Regions from separate parts of the Gossypium hirsutum genome. Here regions 2 and 3 are each linked to region 1. A link is a contact called in public Hi-C data. All regions are on one chromosome and are shown on one strand. The core of a region is the stretch at or near the end of the contact, and the rest is flanking DNA. Distances in the headings are between cores, read along the strand shown. Region 1 holds the start of LOC121202913 (phosphomethylpyrimidine synthase, chloroplastic). Region 2 overlaps LOC121224652 (a long non-coding RNA gene). Region 3 holds the start of LOC107886043.

What was found. A called contact is a pair of places that touch in the nucleus more often than the background predicts.
Region 2: a Hi-C map of leaf shows a contact between it and region 1, with 3 times the contacts expected there. The contact joins the enhancer-like site here to the promoter of LOC121202913 in region 1. A contact is called at or near these places in 11 of 34 Hi-C or Micro-C datasets (callus, hypocotyl, leaf and 1 more).
Region 3: a Hi-C map of leaf shows a contact between it and region 1, with 2.4 times the contacts expected there. The contact joins the promoter of LOC107886043 here to the promoter of LOC121202913 in region 1. A contact is called at or near these places in 2 of 34 Hi-C or Micro-C datasets (callus and leaf).

Annotation. Positions count from the first base shown.
Region 1 is chrA03:10,630,793-10,634,817 of Gossypium_hirsutum_v2.1, forward strand. LOC121202913 (phosphomethylpyrimidine synthase, chloroplastic) reads left to right here and starts at 1,588. Exons shown (of 7, transcript XR_001680629.2): 1 at 1,588-1,729; 2 at 2,718-3,027; 3 at 3,117-3,244; 4 at 3,487-4,025.
Region 2 is chrA03:10,777,058-10,781,232 of Gossypium_hirsutum_v2.1, forward strand. LOC121224652 (a long non-coding RNA gene) reads right to left here. Exons shown (of 3, transcript XR_005922297.1): 3 at 2,562-3,048. Among protein-coding and RNA genes, the nearest start is that of LOC121224652, 11 kb to the right of the region's middle. Within about 2 kb of position 1,269, at least 7 of the 9 cell types and tissues checked have an H3K27ac peak or open chromatin away from gene starts, as enhancers often do. A contact at or near this core is called in leaf, where this site is marked.
Region 3 is chrA03:10,868,325-10,872,492 of Gossypium_hirsutum_v2.1, forward strand. LOC107886043 reads right to left here and starts at 2,805. Exons shown (of 5, transcript XR_005922340.1): 1 at 1,652-2,805; 2 at 1,438-1,580; 3 at 422-539. LOC107886042 (GDP-mannose transporter GONST2) reads left to right here and starts at 2,805. Exons shown (of 10, transcript XM_016809836.2): 1 at 2,805-3,630; 2 at 4,067-4,168. The coding sequence starts at 4,076.

The DNA of each region.
Region 1 (4,025 bases), core at 338-2,837:
GAATCTTTTAAACGCATTTTAAAACAGAGCCTAAATTAGACGTTTTACCAACTGAAAGCAAAAGCCATCTGATTAAGGGTGGGGTTTCAGTATTTTTGACTTTTGCATTTTAAAGTATAAATTATCAAAATATCTTGTTTTTTATTAACTATTTAAAATGTATATAAAATTTTGGATTAATTTATATTTCATGTGTCATCATATTAAATCATTTAAATATGATTTTATTATTATATTTAAAATTTTAAATTATTTCATGTCTAATTAAATTTACAAATAATTTATTAATTATTAAAAAATATTTTATGTATAATTATGTTAAATTATTTAAATAATATCTAATTTAATTTAATTTTTAAATTTTTAACATTAGACATTTTAATTTTTCATTTTAAATTTTAACTTAAAATTAAAACCGTCCTTTTTAAATTGAACTTTTCACAAACATATCTTAGCAACATCATGAGGAGTTGAGAAGAATGAAGGGTGATGAGTCCGTTGAGGTTTGATATTTTGGCCCTCAAAAATATCAGTGTTGCTTTCAGATCACAATTTCGTTCTTTTGTCCGCATCCTCGGGAAACAAACAAAGAAGTCCACTCGACCTGTTTACCTTTTCTCTCATTTGGACCACAGTTCAAGCAACAGGTGGCCCAATGTCATCCTTTAATTACCAATCCTTGTATTCAACAATAAAATATTTAATTCAAGATTAACGTAAAATAGTACGAGTAGGGATTGAGGTCTTTTACAAACATTCCAATGAATTGAATTTTAAATTTTAAATGTTTGGTTTAATTTGAGGAAAATCTTATTTATTATATACATATTATATACATAAAAAAATAGTCAGTACAATTTTAGATATAAAAAGTAAAAAAAATTAGTAAAATCTTTCGTAAAAAAAATAAAACCTCTTCAAAATAAATAAAATTTTTTTCCTTTTCTTTACTAAAAATAAGATACGGAAATGATTAAATCTTACCAAATAAATTAGTTTATTACTCACTTGTAAACATGCAGGAAAAATAATACTCCTACCAAATGTAGTTAAAGTGTTTTATTTGAATTCTCAAAGTATCAAATATTGTATCAATTATGCTTTTTCATCAGTCTAATATTAAATTTGGATGTTAAATGTCAACTCGAATTTAATATGAAGAATATTTAAAACATATAGATCAAAATTTAAACATGCGTATACCAAATGCATTAACAATAAATTTGATGCGTTAAAAAAATATCATTATTAAAATTTAAGAAAATTATATTTTTTTCTTTTAGTACATTATATCTAATCTGTTTATATGATAAACATACATGTATTTAGAATTTGACATATTTGTTTTAAATATGATTCTCGTCAAATTTGAGTTAACATTTATATCTATGTTGACAATTAGGTTGATGGAAGGAAGCAATTGATATGATATCGATGCTTTGAAAATTAAATTAGAATGATATAAAGTTTGAGGATTAATTTAAAATATAAGTTATAGTTTAGGGACATATAATGAAATTAACTCTAAAAATGTATATAGAAAATATCTAATAAATGCACCACGTAAGCATGCGCTTTTTCATTATTTTTGAGAGGGGAAAAAAATGTTTCTGTCACTCTTTTACCAATATAAATGGAAGAAGGCTGTGCAGGACGAGTGCTCAGTTATTATTCGAGAGCTCTCTCACTCTCCACTTTAGAGACGCTTAATAGGGATAAGATCTTCCAGGTTCCTCCTCTTTTTTCACTCTTTTTTTTTTAATTTCTTTTGTTTGTTTGGCTGGTGAGAAAATTAAATTAAATCTAAATAAATAGCACATTTTCTTTTTATTCTCCTTTTTTTTCTAGATCACTGCATGCTGGTTTAATTCAAACATAGGCTTGTAATTTTACGTGTTTTTCTTTCTTTCTTTTTATTTGTACTGCCCTGTTATATCAGATACACTGAACCACTAAGGAAGCTGTTGTTTTTTCTTCTTAATTTTGGTAACGTTTTCTGCGATTATAGTAAGTTAATTATTTATAAGTGATAATGGTGAGTTATAAATCAGCGGTTGGATTTGTATGAGAAGTCTTCTTAAATCTTAATGGATATGCTCTATGCTTATTAATCTTGAATGCCTTTCTATTTTAGTTCTGAAGAAATTCAAATTTTGACCTATACGAAAAGTAATGTTTACTTGTGCAAAATATCCAAGATTATGCATTTTCTTTAGCATTTTATATGAATACACAGCACACTGAACCAGGAGACATATATATTGCATATATATTGTAGATCGAGGGTTTTCACTGAAATGCATAGAACTATGTAATCACATTTACGTCCATCGTGGTGTCCCTTAGATTATTATTTATTAGAAACTAGACTAGAATTCTTCTGTTTATCTGATGAAAACTTTATGAAGTTGGAAATACTAGAGTATAGACCTTCTGTCCTTGCTGGTAATGCTGATTAACGCGGCATTTTTTCTTTTTCATTCTAGATTTATCTTTTATGCCATTAGTTAATTTATTTGTATATTTAATGTATACAAATTTGTTATTTTTATTCTCAAGAGTAGGCAACGATAATTGCTTTTTTTCTAATCAAATTCGACCTTCACGTCCTGCATTTATCAATTATGTTTGTTCTCGATGTTTTATGTATAGTTAATCATTTGATGATTGTGTGGTGATGATTTATTGATAACTCACGACATGCTTGGTCAATCCAGATATGGCATCGGTGCATGCTAGCTTCACATCAGTTGTATGCAAGAATGGCAACCATTCTGCTCCTTCAAGGTTTCCTTGTACGACCTTCTTACCCGGCTTTGATGTGGTTGGCCGTGTTTCAAATGCTTGTAAGAAGGAAATATGCCCTTCTATGAGTTCAGGTCCTAAAGCCACATTAACTTTTGATCCTCCAACAACCAATTCAGAGAAAAGCAAACAGAAGAAGCATACCATAAATCCTGCTTCCCCTGATTTTATGCCACTTCCATCATTTGAAGAATGTTTCCCAAAGAGCTCAAAAGAATGCAGGTTAATTTAGTTATATATATGCAATTTGTTGGTTCTGTTTTCTTTCCCTTTTGCTTGAAAACATTTTTTATGCGTGATGAACCTTTCAGGGAGGTTATTCATGAAGAATCTGGCCATGTACTCAAGGTTCCCTTTCGAAGGGTTCATTTGACTGGAGATGTGCCAAACTTCGACACATATGACACCAGTGGTCCTCAAAACATCAATCCACGCATTGGTAGGATGCTCAACCTTGCTCTCAGCTTCTTGCTCCTTTTTGAAGGACATTAGCTTTTCTTCACTTTGTTTTGCTTAGCCAACTCCCCTCTTATATGTTCTTGATAAATCTTTGATTGTTTGTTTGGGTCTTTACTCCACTATGATTATTTTATGTTCCTTTCATATATTGGATCTCTTGATATTGTTATAGTTTTATGGTCAAGTTAAATGCTAAGTTTTGTACTTGACATCTTTAAACAGGACTCCCTAAATTGCGCAAGGGCTGGGTTGACAGACGGGAAAAACTGGGTGCACCTAGATACACTCAGATGTACTATGCTAAGCAGGGAATCATTACTGAGGAAATGTTATATTGTGCTACTCGTGAGAAGCTTGACCCAGAATTTGTTAGGTCAGAGGTTGCCCGTGGGAGGGCGATCATTCCTTCCAACAAAAAGCACTTAGAGCTGGAACCAATGATAGTTGGACGAAACTTTTTGGTCAAAGTAAATGCAAATATTGGAAACTCAGCCGTTGCAAGTTCAATTGAGGAGGAAGTTTACAAGGTCCAATGGGCAACAATGTGGGGTGCTGATACTGTTATGGATCTCTCAACTGGGCGCCACATTCATGAAACCCGTGAATGGATCCTACGTAACTCTGCTGTGCCTGTTGGGACCGTGCCAATCTATCAAGCACTTGAAAAAGTCAATGGAATTGCTGAAGATCTTTGTTGGGAAGTCTTCAGGGACACCCTGATTGAGCAAGCTGAGCAGGGTGTAGATTACTTCACAATCCAT
Region 2 (4,175 bases), core at 19-2,518, 150 kb after region 1:
GAAACAAAAGCTAGAGACAAACTTCTCTCAGTTTATTCCTAAGGCGATGAACTGCCCGTGGCTTCCTTAACCCACGGACGTTCCAACTTAAGGTTTTTATTACGGTTGATTGACCTGCCTAGCAAAGCTAACCGATATGTCATTATTGCCCTAAGGCATAGGTCATCACTTGAATCCAAATTTTGAGGAATTCCCAACGTGCGTTGATGTTTCTTGATGTTATCTGACTGAATAGGACTATGTTCATCCTCCAACCCTATCTCCATAATTGACACAACAGCTATTCCAAAATCATAATACCCTGAACCCAAATTGGAATCACTGCGTGTCCCCAACAAAATACCATTACGAAAAGGGCAACTTGTGTGTGTAGTGAGAGGAATACGATTCCCCGGACTATAGTTGCAATCCTTATACCAATTTGGACTCAGAGATCTATCCAGATCTTGCAACCACCTACTAGTTTCAGCTGGATTCCTTCTCGCCGGTGCTCATAAAGAGATATTCCATCCAAAAAAAATATCTGACACCGCCACTCGAACCCGTACCAAACAAAAGTTTTCTCTGTGCTTAAACAGACGACAAATAAAGAAGAACATGCTCAATTTTTCATACTGAAACCTAGCATAAAATGGGCATTCGCCCACGAGAACCTTCTTCTTTCGCTGAAGGGCGACATACACATCTAACCTTACCTTCAACTACAGATACCGTTGTACCTCAAAGGATGGAATCTTGGTATCATAAAGTAAGAATTCACCAAGGAAAGGCCCAAATCATCGTCCCAATGTTTCAGACAGTAATTCGGGTGGTAAATCATGCACATGTACCCAGAAGACAGCATGGTGGAGAGGCAATGTGTGAGGGTCTTGACTTGGCTGTAACGGCTCTAGTAGCAGTAAATGGTTGTTAAGAAACCAAGACATTCCCTTGAAAACCCTATTGAAATCAACGACATGAAAGAACTTAAACAAGTAGCGTTTCGCATCCAAGTCAATAATGGCAATACCCCCAATAGAGCTATAGACCAGCCATAGTGTTCCCTACAGAAGGGAAGTAAACCACACTATCAATCAAGCAACTATCAACGAGAAAAAATTGAAATTCATCCTCAGTCTCAATTGCTTCTTCTTGAAAAGCGTCTTCCTCCTCCTCCTCCTCAAGGTTCAAATTTTCCATCTCGTCCTCCATACTTTTACTAGACCGGGAGAAACCGATAGTAATTGCTAAAGAAAGAAAGAAAACGGGGAAGAAATGGGAAACCTACAACCTGCCAACTAGGATGACGAAAACCGTGTCAAAAAGATAAACTAAACCTCCCACAATAGAGAATATTTACTTTCACACAAAAAAAAATTAAGTACACTTAATAGCGAAGAAAAGTGAGAGAAAAATAAATAAGAAAAATGATCATTTTAAATAATACATTGCCAGTAACATGTTTTTTAATTAGCCTAAATATGTGGAGTTTCCACTTGTTTATTTGGGCTCCAAGTGTCTTTATTTTATGGTGCCCAATGGTAAATATGTAACAATGCAAACAAAAATAACATGTCAATTTTGTGTTTTTATTACTTTATATTAATTTTCTGTCTCTAGCGATGCACAATAACTTGTGTATTTTATAAAATTATTATTTAATAACAACACATTAATTACATTTATTGATTCTGAAAATACAAACAACTTTAAAAATATGTTTTAAGTTTTTGAAATATAATATATTTATAATATTATGAATATAATTTATATTTTAATTATGAAGAAAAAAAATTGAAAACACAAAACTATTGTAATATGTATATATAATAACTGATTCAGAATGTCGGTTTAAATAATTTTAATCTTAGAAATAAAGTTTTGTATAATTCTTTTACATTAGAAATAATGTCTAATACAACAAAAAAGAACTCATACCATACATATTTACAATTGACTTATTTTAACTCGATTTTCAAAGCTTATAAGTTTAATTATTTTTCGATTTTTAACTTAAAATATTAGTAATTTAAGCTAAAAGTTGACTCTTCAAACATTATTGAAATTTGGACCAATGAGCTTAAAGAAAGGGATTTGGGCCTGAATAAATATTGGGTTTCACTTTTAACTTATAATTTTGAATATATATTACTATAATTATATTAAATATTTATTTTTTTATTAATAAAAAATCCAAAAAAAAATTTAAAAAAGGAAGATTATAAAAAGGTCCTTCAACTTTTCAAATCATTACAATTTGGACTTTTGTCCTTTTCCTATACCATTTTCAGAACCCTTTGCTTAGCTGCTACCACCTTATCAGCCACCCTCAACATTGGCCACCTCCACAAACCAACCATTTTCCTCTACAACCATTACACCTGTAACACCCCTTACTCAATCCGATATTTGGGTCAAGGTATTGGGATGTCACATTTATTGCCGGAGTAACTATAATAATATCATATCAACAAAACATTCATAATGCATAAAATAATATGATTTTCTAGCTTAACTAAGCTTAGACGAACATTTTGAAAGCTTCCTAAGTAGCCAAAACTCAATCCGAGACAAAAAAGATAAAGATTCAAGCCATCGAAAGCTCAACGCGAGTCACTAGGCTCTATGTCGCAACATGACAAATTGTTAAAGCTCGTCATGACATCATTAGGTTCCATGTCGTGACGTGACAAACTGTAAAAGCTCGTTGTGATGTCAACAGGCCGTCATTGCGACGTTGATCGTGCAACTTCAAAACCTGCACATTTTGCTCCCTAACCACCTTAAACCACTTCCATAGGCTATATCCCTTCCAAACAACCAATAACCATTGCTAATATACATTTACCAACCATAAACATTACTCAAATCATCATGAAACTACTTCAAACATATCCAAAATACAAAGTTTATAATGAATATCAATGTCCAACAATTTCATCCTTTAAATAATATATTTAACATTCTTGATAAATTCCTATGTACATGCCAAATCTATGCCCAAAAGTTTGAAATCATACTTCCTTCAAAGCTTAAGATGTGATGAGATGAGTTGGAAACCATCTTCACCTACATATTTGAAAGAAACGCATTAAGCTCATGAGAGCTTAGTAAGCATATCAAGAATTAAACAACACATCTAAAATTCATTCCATACACATACATAGTTATATACTTATATGTAAAAATTATTATATAATACTATCATTAATCTTTATCATCATGCATAAATTTTATTTCAATAAAATCTACAATAAGATGCCAATCCAATAAAATACAAACCACTTACCATTGCCACTTAATTTTCATTTACCTTTTTTTATCGAGTGGCCCCATTGTAGACATAATAGAACATAATAAGATATACAGAAATAACGATAAGATGCATCAAAGTGGCACTGTAATGGCCTAAATTCAAGGTTATCGGAACAATGATTTCGTAACCATAGATCCGATTTAAAGAGAAATTTATTTCAATATTTTTGATTTAAAATTGATATGATAGGAAAATCGTATGAAAATATTGATAGAAAAATTTTATCGATTTAGTGATTAGATAGAAAAAGAAATTATTGAAGAAATTGGGTAAAAACAAGGTATCGAGACCTCTATCTCGTAAAACCGAGTCAAAAATAATTTTATAAATATTTATGAAATGTTATTAATGTGGTATTAAAATTTCGTTAGGAAATTTTAATGTTTGGGTAGTCAATTAAATGAAAAGGACTAAATTGTAATAGGTGTAAAAGTTGCTAGAGTGATTAAATAGCTTAAGAATCTAATGAGAAAGGATTTAAAAGGCATTAGACCCAAAAGTTATTTGGGCTGGACGGCAAGGGTATGAAATCAGTAGAAAAATTGATAAATTAAGGGTAAAATTGGAATATTGCAAAATTAACTAAATAAAACTAGGACTAAATAGGAAATATCTAGATTTCTCTTCATTTCTCTTCAATTCCAGCAGCTAAAAACGCCATAGGAGGGTTCTCTAAGCTGGTATTTCATAATTTTTTAACCAAGTGAGTTAATCCTTGCCTTTTTCTTGTAATTTTTGTGTTTCTAAGACTTTTACAACTAGGTCTTACTATTAAATTTATTAGTTTTTGATTTCATGGATGAAATTGAAAGTCACCATGGTTGAGTGCTGTAAGTTTATGATGAAATAGAATGAAATTAAAGCTTTAATTTGTTTATGA
Region 3 (4,168 bases), core at 1,555-4,054, 240 kb after region 1:
CCTAGGTTTACCTACAATGGTTGGCAGACGTAAGAAAGTTGAATGTTGTAGTATAAGATATCTATCTATGGGTAGCAAAGAGATGTTTATTAAGGCGATACTACAAGCTATACCTCTATATAGAATGCAATGTTTTCTTCTACCTAAAATTATGTGTAGTAAACTAGAAAACATTCTCAACAAATTTTGGTGGAGAAACAACAAATCATCTAATGGTATTCATTGTAGTACATGGCATTCACTCTATTTACCAAAAGTTTGTGGAGGATTAAGTTTCCGCGATTTGACTAAGTTTAATGGTGCTTTGCTAGCCAAACAATGATAGCGAATTTTATCTAATCCATTGAGTTTGTTGGCACAAGTAATGAAGGCCAGGTATTACTTGGATTCAGAATTTATGAATGCTCAGTTAAATGCTTACCCATCATTTACCTGGAGAAATATTTGGAGTGCTCGAGGTTTAATCGAAAAGGGAGTCGGTTGGAAAATTGGCATAGGTGAGAATATAAATATCTGGAATGATTCTTGAATCCCTGGACCTAGAAATGGAAGAATACAAGGTCAGAACATAGATTTCAGGTACACAAAAGTATCAAAATTAATTAATCATAATTCCAATACCTGGGTAGAAGAAAGAGTGAGACTCTTTTTTTATGAAGACCATGTAGAGAGAATCCTATGTATTCCACTTGTCCAATCAAAGCCAATAAACGAATTGGTGTGGAGACATGAAGGTTTTGGTGAATATTCTTCAAAGAGTGGTTATAGGCTTCTAGACAAGGAGTTACAAAACAAGGGTCTAAATTCTACAGCCATGCCTAATTTAGTTACAACATTCTACATTAATTTGTGGACACTACAACTCCGAACAAAAATCAAGATTAGAGTATAGAGATTCTCAAAAAATTATCTACCAACTTTTGATAATTTACAACGCAGAAAACTACAAGTTAAAAATGTCTGTCCCTTGTGCAATTCAGCTAAAAAATCTATTGACCATTTGTTACGACACTGCTCTGTTTCCAAGAAAGTTCTGGACTCATTGAATGTTACGACTATCCTTATCTCACATAATTCAGATTATAAAACATGGTTAGCAAAGGTTTTCATGCAACCTAACACAAGATTAGAGAAGTTATCGGTGATATCTTACTGGGCAATTTGGTTTGGTATGCATGAAATAAGTTTGTTCATGAGGGTGTTAGATAATCAGTGCAGGGTTTAACAGTGTTTATTAAGGCACACCTATTAGAGCTACAGGCTCTGGGTAAACTAAATCCATCAGTTTTTTCACCTAAACAGGAGAAATGTGTGCCACCAGGTTCTGACAGTATTAAACTTAATTTTGATGCATCTTTTAGCCCTAATGCAAAAACTGCTATCTCAAGAGTACTGGGTAGAAATTCTTCAGGCCTTATTATGGTTGCATGTACTTACCCCACCATGGTGTTGCTGATGCCTTCATTGCCGAAGCACGGGCGTATGAGTAGGCCATCATCTTTGTGGCTGAGTTAGGATTTTGATCAGTACAGATGGAGGGCAATTCACTTACTGCCACCAAGAAATTGAATTCTCCTACACTAGACAAGTCTATCATTAGCCCGATTGTTCAAGATATTAAGGCAAAATTGGGGATAATTGCAAAAGTCACCTTTTGTTTTGCTGGAAGACAAGCCAACATCATTGCTCACGCACTGGCTGGAGAAGGTTGTCCATTCTCGGTCCAGCGGTACTGGATAGAGAAAGCGTCATTTATGGTGGAACGGGCGGCCAAAAGGGACTTGCAAAGATGGTTTCATCAGAATTAATCTGCACCTGACTGCTTTGGAATTTGGAGATTTTCTAATCTTTTACCTCCAACTGGTTTCTAAAGCTTTTCTCTCTCTTTTGATATCAATGGTTTGTTCGCAGACCAGAATTTTGAAGCTTCGATTGGAGAGAGTTTTTCGACTGGTTTTCATCGGGTTAGGAGGAAAGCAAGGAAAGAGTTTTGAGTTTGTTTTTTTTTTTTTTTCAGATGGTAATCTCTCCTTATCTGTTGGTTGCCTTTTCAAATCTTGGACAATGTATTGACGAGCCCGAGGGTTCTTTATTTGTCTTATGGTTTAGTGGGTTGGTGCATTAAACCGACACACCATCTTTCCTTGCTTTTAATTAATGGAAACCGATTGTTTTTTGGTTAAAAAAACTAAATCAAATCAATATTTCTTGTAAAAAAAAAACTACACAAAAATAAAAATCTTGTATTACATTACACTTATCTCTAAATTTTTCTTCTCCCTTCTCTTTATAAGGTCCTTTACTCCTAAGTTTTCTTTGGTTTTTTAGCTTCCTATGAGCAACCAGTCAACCTCCGGTTTGGCACCACTCACATCTTTATTTCAATTTTTTTCTATTTTTTTATTTATGTCATTCAGCATAATGATTTCAAGATCTAACCTCCTTTCTAACCGTTTGTGATCGTTGGTGAGAGGTGGTTGTCTATTTGCTCCATAGGTTCTCCCATGTTTGGTTGTTTATCCCTCTTGTCTTTAGTAAGGCCTTGCCTTTGACAGACTTTGCTTCTTCTTTTTTTCCTTTAATGCAGTGAAGCCCTTTTTCGTTGGCACTTTTTTATAGTCTCATCGATTATGACCCTCAGCTGTCACGGTGCCATCGCACATGATCTGCTTGTGGTGGTTGTGTTGCCAGTGCTTGGCTTTGGCTCCTCCTCCATTTGGTGTCCTTGTCGATCCTGTGGTGGTTGTCAATGTCTTTTTTGGGGTGTCACAGTGGCATTGCTGCCACTAGAGGCATGCCCAATTACAGTAACCTTTGTTTGTTTCTCGGAGCATTTTCCCTCTCTTCCCCATGCATGACGGAAGCATTCTACTAAGGTTCTTTGAGAACCTATTTGTTTAGTTGGGCTCAACTCATGGGCTTTGTATTGCTTGGTAACTTGTTTTTTTATGAATGAATCTCATCATTTTGGGCGTCCAATGCTATAACATCGCTACTCCAAGTTTAGGGCTTTCTTTCTTCGGGGCAAAAAGATGAAGCATTAAAGCTCAAATTAGTTTGTTGATGGGCTTTAAATTCCTCCATTTTCGTGCCAAAAAGAAAGGCATATATTCCGCTGGAAACTCATCAAAAGAGGGGAATCCATGTGTCTGTCACCCAACACCTTCAACCCTTGAATTAAAATACAAATAAATCCATAATCGGAAAAAGAGGACTGAGTTGCTTGTTCAGTTTACAATGGCGAAATTCAGACAACATTTGACTTTGTGGCAACCTCGGGAGTTGCTCCAAGATCCATTATTCAAATTCCCTTACTTGCCTGGAATCTCGCTCTCCATTTCGCTTTTTTCACGCTAATTCCACTACGCATTTAAAGTTTTATACTTCAAACTTGTCTTTCTCCATACTTTTGGATCTCTCATTTTTCTTCCCCTTTGTGTGCCATTTCAAAAGAGTTTTTCACATTCAGTTTTCACGTCTTTTGCATGTTCCTTTGCCTCTGTCGGTTCAGTTTCCTCTTTCATTTCCAACGCCTTTGATTGGACTCTCATCCTTTCATTTTTCCCCCTCTATAACCTTTCAGGGTGGGAGGTTACTGAATTTGAAGCTTGAAGGGAACCAGTCAAATTGGTAACTTCTTCAAATTCTTGGGTTATGTTTAAATTTTTTGAATTTTGTTTTTATGTTTGCCAAATGTTTGATAAAATCTTGGCATTGTTGCCAAGGGTTTTCAATTGAATTGACCATATTGCTTTAAATTTCCCTTAGTGGCAATTTTTTTCTTTTTTTGGGATGGTCAAAATTAGAGTGTCAAAAGCAGGGCAACTTCTTGTTTCTCAAATTCACAACTTATGAATCTGAATATGGATAGAGATAACAATATAATTTGCTTCGAAAGCTTCTACTTGTGGCATTATTGCTTCATTGAAGTTGTCTACTAGCTTGTTTTCATGCTTTAGAAATTAGAATTCTTTCACTTCCTTGGCAAGTTCTCATTTGAAGTTTTGGCAATGGCAATTTGGAGCTGATAGTTCCAAATCTCATGTTTCTTTTTTCTCATATGCAGGTCAGTGACATGTCGAATATCAAGTTAGATGAGGTTGTTTGCCGTGATTCTGAAGAATCAGAATTAAGCTCTTGGAATGAGAAAGTGACTTCAGATGAAAAG